Linked DNA regions of Mus musculus: region 1 is linked to region 2. Evidence: chromatin contacts called from public Hi-C data. All regions are on one chromosome and are shown on one strand. The core of a region is the stretch at or near the end of the contact, and the rest is flanking DNA. Distances in the headings are between cores, read along the strand shown. Region 1 overlaps Rapgef4 (Rap guanine nucleotide exchange factor (GEF) 4). Region 2 has its middle 9.9 kb from the start of Pdk1.

Evidence for each region. A called contact is a pair of places that touch in the nucleus more often than the background predicts.
Region 1: a contact with region 2 is called in a Hi-C map of CD4 T cells, with 2.7 times the contacts expected there. The contact joins two enhancer-like sites. A contact is called at or near these places in 1 of 484 Hi-C or Micro-C datasets (CD4 T cells) and 1 of 9 other capture datasets (adipose tissue).

The regions. Positions count from the first base shown.
Region 1 is chr2:72,112,349-72,116,755 of GRCm38.p6, forward strand. All of the region lies in intron 4 of Rapgef4 (Rap guanine nucleotide exchange factor (GEF) 4), which reads left to right. Among named protein-coding and RNA genes, the nearest start is that of Gm29940, 60 kb to the left of the region's middle. Within about 2 kb of position 1,958, at least 67 of the 459 cell types and tissues checked have an H3K27ac peak or open chromatin away from gene starts, as enhancers often do.
Region 2 is chr2:71,861,174-71,865,456 of GRCm38.p6, forward strand. No RefSeq gene overlaps it. Among named protein-coding and RNA genes, the nearest start is that of Pdk1, 9.9 kb to the right of the region's middle. Within about 2 kb of position 2,583, at least 17 of the 459 cell types and tissues checked have an H3K27ac peak or open chromatin away from gene starts, as enhancers often do.

The DNA of each region.
Region 1 (4,407 bases), core at 708-3,207, 250 kb after region 2:
ATGTGTCCCCTACTTCTGCTTGGTGGCTTTCTTCACTAGCAAAGTGTGCTGGATAGGTTTAACCTTTAACTTGATCCAATAAAAAATCACCTGGGAAGAGAGTCTTACGAGGAATTATCTAGACCATGTTGGCCAGTGGACACGTGTATGGAAGATTGTCTTGATTGTTAGTTGAGGCAGAAAGATCTGTCCTGAATGTGGACTGCACCATTTTATGGGCTGAGCCTTGGATGGTGTAAGTGTAGAGGTTGTTCCCTGACCACTCTGGAGCAAGACAGCAACTCTAGGATCTGACCATCTGCCTTGACGTCCCTGAAATGATGCACTATAACATAGAGTTCCAAGCCAAATAAATTCCTTCCTCCTCTGATTTTTTTTTTTTTTTTTTTTTTTTTTTGCTAAGGTATCTTATTAAAGCAGTAGAAATGACAGTAGGGAAGAAAGGGTCTCCACAGGCGCAGAGAACAGCAGCATGATAACTCCCACGTTCATCCAAGAAGTGAGGATTATATACAAGATCCTTTCATCCCCTCATGTGTGGGTGTCAAATGCATGCCCCATACCTCCTCAGTGAGTCTCAGAATAGTTACTCAACTTCCAGTCGTCCACAGCAGCATTGCTTCTCTCTCTCCTCTACCTCAGTTTCCCCTTCTATATGCTTTCTGAGATTCCAAACATACCTCCTACAAACCAAGACCCACACTCTGGTGGGCTGTTGGTGGAGCCAAAGCTAAGCTAGAACTGTTTCCTAAGCTACTGCTTAGGTTCCTGTGCAGGCGTATTTACTTGGCCTATGGCCACCTCTGAATCTCTTAGAGCAAACCAATCAGTCCCTGAAGCCTGTTGATGCTTTTCTCTAACTATAGAAGCCAAGACCCCTAATGCATTCTATTGCCCTATGGGGACCTGGCTTTTCCTGTCCTTCAGCTCCTGAGACCTGGCAGTGTCCAGGACTCTCTGTGTGCCTCAGCCTCTGCACGCCCTCTCCTCTTCTTCGGTAATTGTTCTCAGTGTCTTATTTTCCAGCTCTTTCCTGGATCTCTCTGGTTTGTCCAGCACCTCAAGTTCCCACGTGCCTCGTGCTTTACCACCTCTATTCTTTTCATCTGTGCACACATAACTTAGCTTCAGCTCCGTCTAACTCAGAATTTGAACAAAATCCGGTTTTATTAGAACACTACTCCATCCATTGGTCCCCATATTACCTGTTCTTTTTGGATACAACTGCAGGGTGACTTGTGCAAGACATCATGTGGCTCACAACATATAAAGATTTGCTTTATAAACTTGGTCAAAGGAAGTTTAGTGACCTCTTCCCTAGATCCAACTGTCTTGCACATGATTTGAGGCCTAGCACAGAGCCCTCTTGATGATCCAAAGTAGACAAAACACAGATATTATCTTGCTGTCTGAAGTAAAAGCCATTTCTATGAAGGGTGCCTTTCTTGCCTCCTTGCTGTCATTTGTCCCTGTTACATGGATTGTGCATGTCCTTGTGGCTGCACTACTGGTAACAAGGGGACCTTTGCCAGCAGACTGACCTCCTCAGCGCCCTTCCTGGACAGCGTGGGATCCACTTCTGTGGGCTGTTTACTGGATTCACAGGCTGAGCTTTTTCTAAGGAGAGACTTCCTGTCTTAATCTGAGACCTTTGTTCAGGTGTGTCAGAGCAGGCGGGATGTGTCGTGCCGTGCTGCTTTCCAGGTCAAAAAGAGCATCTCCCTGCTTCTATGTTTATGTGGGAAACATGACCAAGCTAGGTTCAGTTTGAGGAAATCAGAGCAGAGTGGAGAACAGAAAGGAGATAGCTTTGATTTGGGCCATGCAAAGTATGAAAACATCCATACCGGATGCTGCTGTTACTGGTTTTAGCGTGGAGATTTGCATCATTTCTCTTTCACTTAGAAATATTCGTGTCTCCCTGGCTTCAAAGCAATGCCTGCCAGAGTGTCTCTGATCTGGCTTTCAGTTTCCCTTTACAGCTGTGTCTTGTATTACATTCTAGGACAGGACTGTGAGACTATAGCATTGTCCACATCCGGACTGCCACTGTTTCTGTAAACAAAATATTATTGGAGCATAGCCATGCTCATCTAGCTATGCACTGTCAATGCTTGCTCTCCCACTCAGATGGCCAGGACTGTATGGCCTGAAAAGCTCAGCCCTCTGTACAGTGTGTGTCCTGGTCTGCTCCAGGAAGACTGTTATGGTTTGGATATGCTTTGTGTCTCAAAGGTTCATGTGCCAGACACTTGGTCCCTGGAGTAGGGATATGACAGAACCTCCAAGAGGCAGGGCTCAGCTGAAGGTAGGACATGTGGCTCCGCCTTCATGAATAAATTAATTATCTCTCTGTGCAGTGGAAGAGTAGTTACTAAAAAAGACTGTATCGCCCCCATCCATTCCTGGCTCATATGTGTGCCCTTTCTGCACATAGCTGGTTCCCTTTCTGCTTCACAGTCATGCTGTGATGGTGTGAATGGGGTCTTTTCCAGGATGCTGATATGTGCTATATGAATTGAACCGTCTAGTCCTAAAATATGAGCCAAATAAAACTGTCTTTGTTAAAATACCTAGGCTTGGGTATATTGACATCAGAGCACAAAGTAGAATAAGACAAAGCTCTTTCTATTTAACCATATCCATCAGTTGTCTTCCTTTGCCTTTCTTGGACAGCATGGATCTAAGCCCTTGTATTTAAGACCATTGACTCTGGCTACAAACTCAGTCCTATCTTTTCCTGCTTAGAAAATACCTCCTACAAGCTATGATCTCTGCTTGGCTTTTATCCTCCCTGTAAAACTTCTGAATTCCCACAAATATATATATACATACACACACACACACACACATATTTCCTTTTCTGGACTCCCATGACACTTTGTAGAAGTCTGCACTAAAATGGCTTATTGCTGTCAGTATCATAGTGCCTGGCTTGTTTTTGTCTCCTGTTATAGTATGGGCTTACTCAGAACCTGTAACCAGGCAGATGATAAATAACACATTCATGTCAGAGTATTGAATATACTATAAAAACATGCAACAAAAAAAGTATGCAACATATGGAGGTCAGAAGACAAATTATAGAGTTAGGTCAATCTGTTCACTTTTCCATGGGTTCTGGGGATCCAACTCAGGTTTGTGTGCCAATCTCCTTTACCCACTGAGCTATCTTGCTGTCCCCGTTGAATGCCGTTTACCAGTGTTCAGGACAGCACAGAGGTAACCAAAAACACATATTGCAGTTGGAGAATCTTGATGGCAGAGGACTTGGGTCAGTTCTTACTTTCTCCATGTCCAACCATCTTATAGATGGAAGACATCACACACGGTTGAAAAGGGGATTTGGCAAGGATGCCTGGTAGACATACTTCTGGCTCTTTTGACTCTCTCAGCTGTGCAGTAGAGAGAGTCTTTGGTGGCATGGGGTAGGGGACAGGGTGTCATTAGACACAGTGTGCTGGTGGGAGAGCTATTGGGAGAATTGTTAATACTTTTTCCCCTGGAGGAAGCTGGGCATTTATTGGTAGACTGACCTCTTACAGCGGCAAATGAGGGATAACTGTAGTCTAACCTCTATCTTTCATTTAGAGGCACACTGACTTTTTCATCTCCTTTAGTTTTTTCCTTGTGGAACGTAAGAATATTTCACCATCTCTGATATTGTCTTTGCCTCATCAGTTGAACTAAACACCTTTAAAGTCGTTTTGTGTCCACTACGATCATTGTAGTCGCAACTTGATGACTGGCATGTTACAACCACTTTAATATTCTCCTTTTCCATGGAACACGGAATTGAAAAAAACAGAAAGCGTGTTTTTCAGCAGTTTCCCACATTTATCTGAGTGGTGCTGATTTCATGTTGCTAGAGCCTGCGAGCTGCTGGAAGCTTCACATTTCCTGACTACCTAATGGGAAGTCTTTGATCTGGCGAAGAGCCCAATTGTCCATCTTCCTGGGGCTGGCAACCACTTATGGGGTTATGAGGGTGCGCATTAATCGACTTCCTAGACACCTCTCCACTGGGGGAGAGCCTGCAGACAAGGAAAGGAGTGTGTGAGTGCTGACAAGAAATTCCTGAGATTGGTAGGTGGTTTGAATCTCATTTTAAATACCAGGAAAGCCACATTCATCATCTCGGAGAGCAGATCTGAATGAGAACTTCAAGACGGACATTCTCTGTCAATACTTAACGGAGTTATACTTTACCAGTACAGACACTCATTTTTCCCTTGCTAAAGGGCCGTGAGAGAGAACACATGACACCGGATCCTTTTAAATTAATGGGGTTTTGACATCTTTGGGGCCCATTTTATAAAGAAATCCATTTTTTTTTCTGACTTCTCATCATTCACATTTTGTCAGGCACACTTTTAAGCATCTCAGTGATGTCAGAAAGAAGTCCTG
Region 2 (4,283 bases), core at 1,333-3,832:
TTGTAGCTGTGAACAAAGCTTAAGTGCTTCATCTTGCTGCCCTGGCCTGATGTATCTTCGTTGGACTGCCTCTGCCAGGGCGAGGAAATAGACCAGGAGAGGAGAGGTCAGATACAATTTCTCTTTATCCATCTAGAACATCTGCCCCAAGTCCTCCACTATAGGGTCAGAATGCACTGCTTTTGTTATCTCAGAGCCTGGCGAGTAAATGTTCAATTCACCAATAATAGGATTTAGGTGGGTGTTCTATTAAAGCCCATCATTTGTTAGCTGAAAGTGTGTGTGTGTGTGTGTGTGTGTGTGTGTGTGTGTGTGTGTACATACACACACGCAGATGTTAAGTTGGGTTCTGGGAGACAGAAACAACATACTGGCTCTGGCATTTCTAAAAGACCTTTTTAAATTTTGCTTTATTACCCACCCCACACCTACCTTTCTGATGATGAAACCGTGTAGCCTAGCCTGGCCTCAACTCCTAAACTTAAGAGTTTTTTTTCTGACACTTTCTCGGAAATATAAACGGAGAGGGATGGTCTTAGCCAGATACGGTGACACCCCTTTACTCTCAGCACTTGGGAGAGGCAGGTGGGTCTATTGAATCCCAGGCCAGACTCAACTGTATCAAAAGTTCCAAACAAGCCAGGGCTACACAGGAAGACCTTGTCTCCATACAACAATGAAAAGATAGCATTAATAAGTTTGAGAGAACTGTTTTGCTTGTTTTTTGAGACGGGGTCTCACAGAGCCAGGTTGTCGTTGACTTTATTAGGTAGCCGAGGATGACATTCCTGTCCCCACCTTCCTAAATTAACTTTATACTTATCACGATTAAAACCCCCAAGTGGAGATACTGACAGTTGAATTGTGAGCCTTTCTGGGCAAATCTTAAACTTGCCCTGAGAGTAATTCCATTCTAAGTACGGCCACGGTGAAGACTGCCTTAAAGATCACCAAGTGGCCTGTGTTTTCAGAGTCTTCTGCCCATGGAATAAAAGTGCCTCTTGTTTGTGGTAACTTCTGTGCCTGGCTGAGCAGCTAGAGATGCCATCCTCAATGCAGACAGGTGGGTGTTACCTAAGAGCTCAGACCTGGGGCAAGGCAGCCTCACCTCTTAATAATGTGACCCTGCAATCATGTGACCCTGTGGGTAGGGGTGTAGTCTCAGGTCTGGGCTCTTGTTCCTCCATCTATAAAATAGAGAATTCCTTTCTTATAGGGAGGCAGTGCAACTACTCGGAAGTACTTATTAATGTTACCTAATTTTTACTTACACTTTTTATTGTGCAGAGTTAAAACGTTTAAGTAGGAAGAAAGCAAGGAAACACTGCTAATTTTTATTACTAAAACCTTCTGTCTTCTCATTATCAACCCACAGTTTACTATTGGGAGTTGGGCATCAGACGCTCGGTGTGATACACATAACATACACGCAGACAAAACACACATACAAATGACTAAAGGCTTTTTAAAGAATCCTTTTATATTGAAAGTACTTTTTAAGGTTCCATTTCATGTATGTGTCTCTGTGAGTGTGTATCACAGGTGTGCCCTCTGAGGCCAGAGGAGAGCACCCCCTCACCTGATGTGGGTGCTGGGTCCTCTGGATGAGCAGCAAGCACTCCCAACACTCAACCCCTAGTCAAGTACCTTAAGTGTTGGGTCTCTTTGCTCGTCTTAATAGAATGGCGTAAGGAAGTTCCTGCTGCAGTGAATACAGAAAAAAAGCAGCTAGGGATTGTTACTGTTGGAACACACAGTGCTCTAAGCTTACGTGCTCTGGATGCTTGGCCCTCGGCTGCTGCTGCTGCTCCAGGGGTTGTGGAAAGTTGAGGATTTGGAGCCTGGCTCCACTTGGGACATGCCACGGTGGTTACATCTGTCATTGCTTCTGTCTGCCACCATGTGTGAATACTGCCACTGGGTGTTCCCACTGCTTCGAACTCAGCCACTGCATCTTGCCTCTGCTTCCATGGTGGCCTGTGACTGTCAGAAACCTGTCAGGTATGGTCACAGCAGTGAGCAAAGTAACTAATAAAGATCTTAATGAAAATGAAGTTAAAATCCTTGCAAACAGGGCATTGGATGGACGACAGCATTTACATAGGCAAAAGTTTAAGGATTTGGGTGTGTCTGTGCTTTTCTTTCTTGTTGCTGCCGTTTGTTTTTGAGACACAGTCAGACTTTAACTCAGGGTGGTCATAAACTGATTATATAAGCCAGACTAGCATTGAATTTGTGATGGTTTGGCCTCAGACCCCTGAGAGCTGAGATTATAAGCACAGACCACACTGGGTCCAACTTGAAATTGGTTAGTATATGTAAGACAAGATACTACTGAGTGATTGGGCTAGAATGGACAAACTTCTGTTTAAAAAGATAGATTAGTTTTTAAAAAACAAGCTTATTAGAATGTATATTTCATATGTATATGTGAGAAGTGAACTGCAGTTCCACTTGTATACACACACACACATACACACACACACACGTGTATACACACACATGTGCACGTGCTACAGTACTTGCAATACAGAAAATGAAAGTTGGACATAAAACTAGCATCCTCAAAGCCATGTAACAGCGCATTATCAACAGGAAGCAGTAAATTTTTTCAGAAGACAGGGCATAGAAAAAAAGGCTTTGAGTCTAGAGGTAACAATTGCACTCAGCAAATGAGAAACAGAAAATCCAGTTAGTAAAATTTGTGAACAGATTCCCTGGTTGCCACCTCCAAGCTGGTAAGACAGGAAAACTGTTTTTAAATCCACTTCTGTTTTGAAGACTCCGCATGCTGGTTAAGAGGCTAGAACATCTGGACTGTAGAGAGATGGGATGGGGCAGATCATGAGCCTTGGATGATACAGTCTTTTTTTCACATGTGTGTGGGTGCAGATGGAAGCCCAACATTTATGCCAGTGTCTTCCTTGATTTTTCCCACCAGTTTGCTTTTTTGTTGCTATTATAAACACTAAAAGACTTGTACGGCTTACCTGTACTGATTATTGTCTATTGCTGAGGGAAGCCAAGGTAAAAATGTAAGCAAGGCAGGAATCAGGAGACAGGGACTGAAGCAGAGGCCATGGGGAAATGCTGTTCACTGTCTTGCTCAGTCTTATATACCCCAGAACACCTGCCCAGGGTGCTTCTGTATATGACCTTACAGGCGTATGAATACTGGCAAAATTCTGGAATATATTATTAAATCTATCCTCTAGCCTCTACCACTCTAGAGCTAAGAATGCTATCTGAGATTTTTCCACTCTGCTCTGGCCCTCTTGCCTGAAGCTCTCATTAACATACTTAGTAAGTACACTGATTTATGGCTTTCTTCTGTCCTATAATTATGAAATTTTATACAGCATCTGCCACAGTGGAGTGCTTTACTCGGAGCAAGGTGAACCCATGTTATAGACCTTGAAAACTCATATTTGGCTCAGAATAAACAAACTCTTGCTCCCTTTGGGTCAGAGTTGCGTTTAATGTTCATACCTTCGTCTTCCCTTGTAGCAGGCAAAGGAAACCATAGCTTTGAAATCTGCCCCTTTTTGTAGGCAAATATGGGAAAGCAGAGAGCCCTGCCGTATCTCTTTCTTTCATTCAACACTCCATCACTCCATCTTTTTATGGGGAAGCATATTCTAGTCTTACATTCTCTCATAATTCGGAACTCAGGAGATTTTTTTTGACCCCTTGGAGACATATTCTAGTCCTTACATGCTGGGTAATTCAGACCTTGGTAGATCTCACCTTGACTCTCTGAGACATAGGAAGAGAAAAGGCCATCCATGCCTTCTGAGTTAAGGTCTGAAAAAGCAGGTATGTGCACCAATGGAGGCTGGCAAGCAGCTGCGTGTTGAAAGCAGAGTGAAGTGATTGAGAGGACTCAGGACAGCCAGAGGTCAGGGATAGCATGCTTAGGAATTCGGTCAGTATCTGTAAAAAGAGATAAGGAAAATGAAAAGTTATGTTTTCTCAGTTAGAATGCAGAAACGCAGGCAGACCTAGCAGTGCCATATGGCAGAAGCTCTGGGAGCAGCTGTCTCATGGGAGAGGCATCTTCAAAGCATGAGTACACCAGCTCCCTGTCTTAGTCAGGCTTTCTATTCCTGCACAAGCATCATGGCCAAGAAGCAAGTTGGGGAGGAAAGGATTTATTGAGCTTATACTTCCACATTGCTGTTCATCACCAAAGGAAGTCAAGCCTGGAACTCAAGCAGGTCAGGAAGCAGGAGCTGATGCAGAGACCATGGAGGGATGTTCCTTACTGGCTTGCTTCCCCTGGC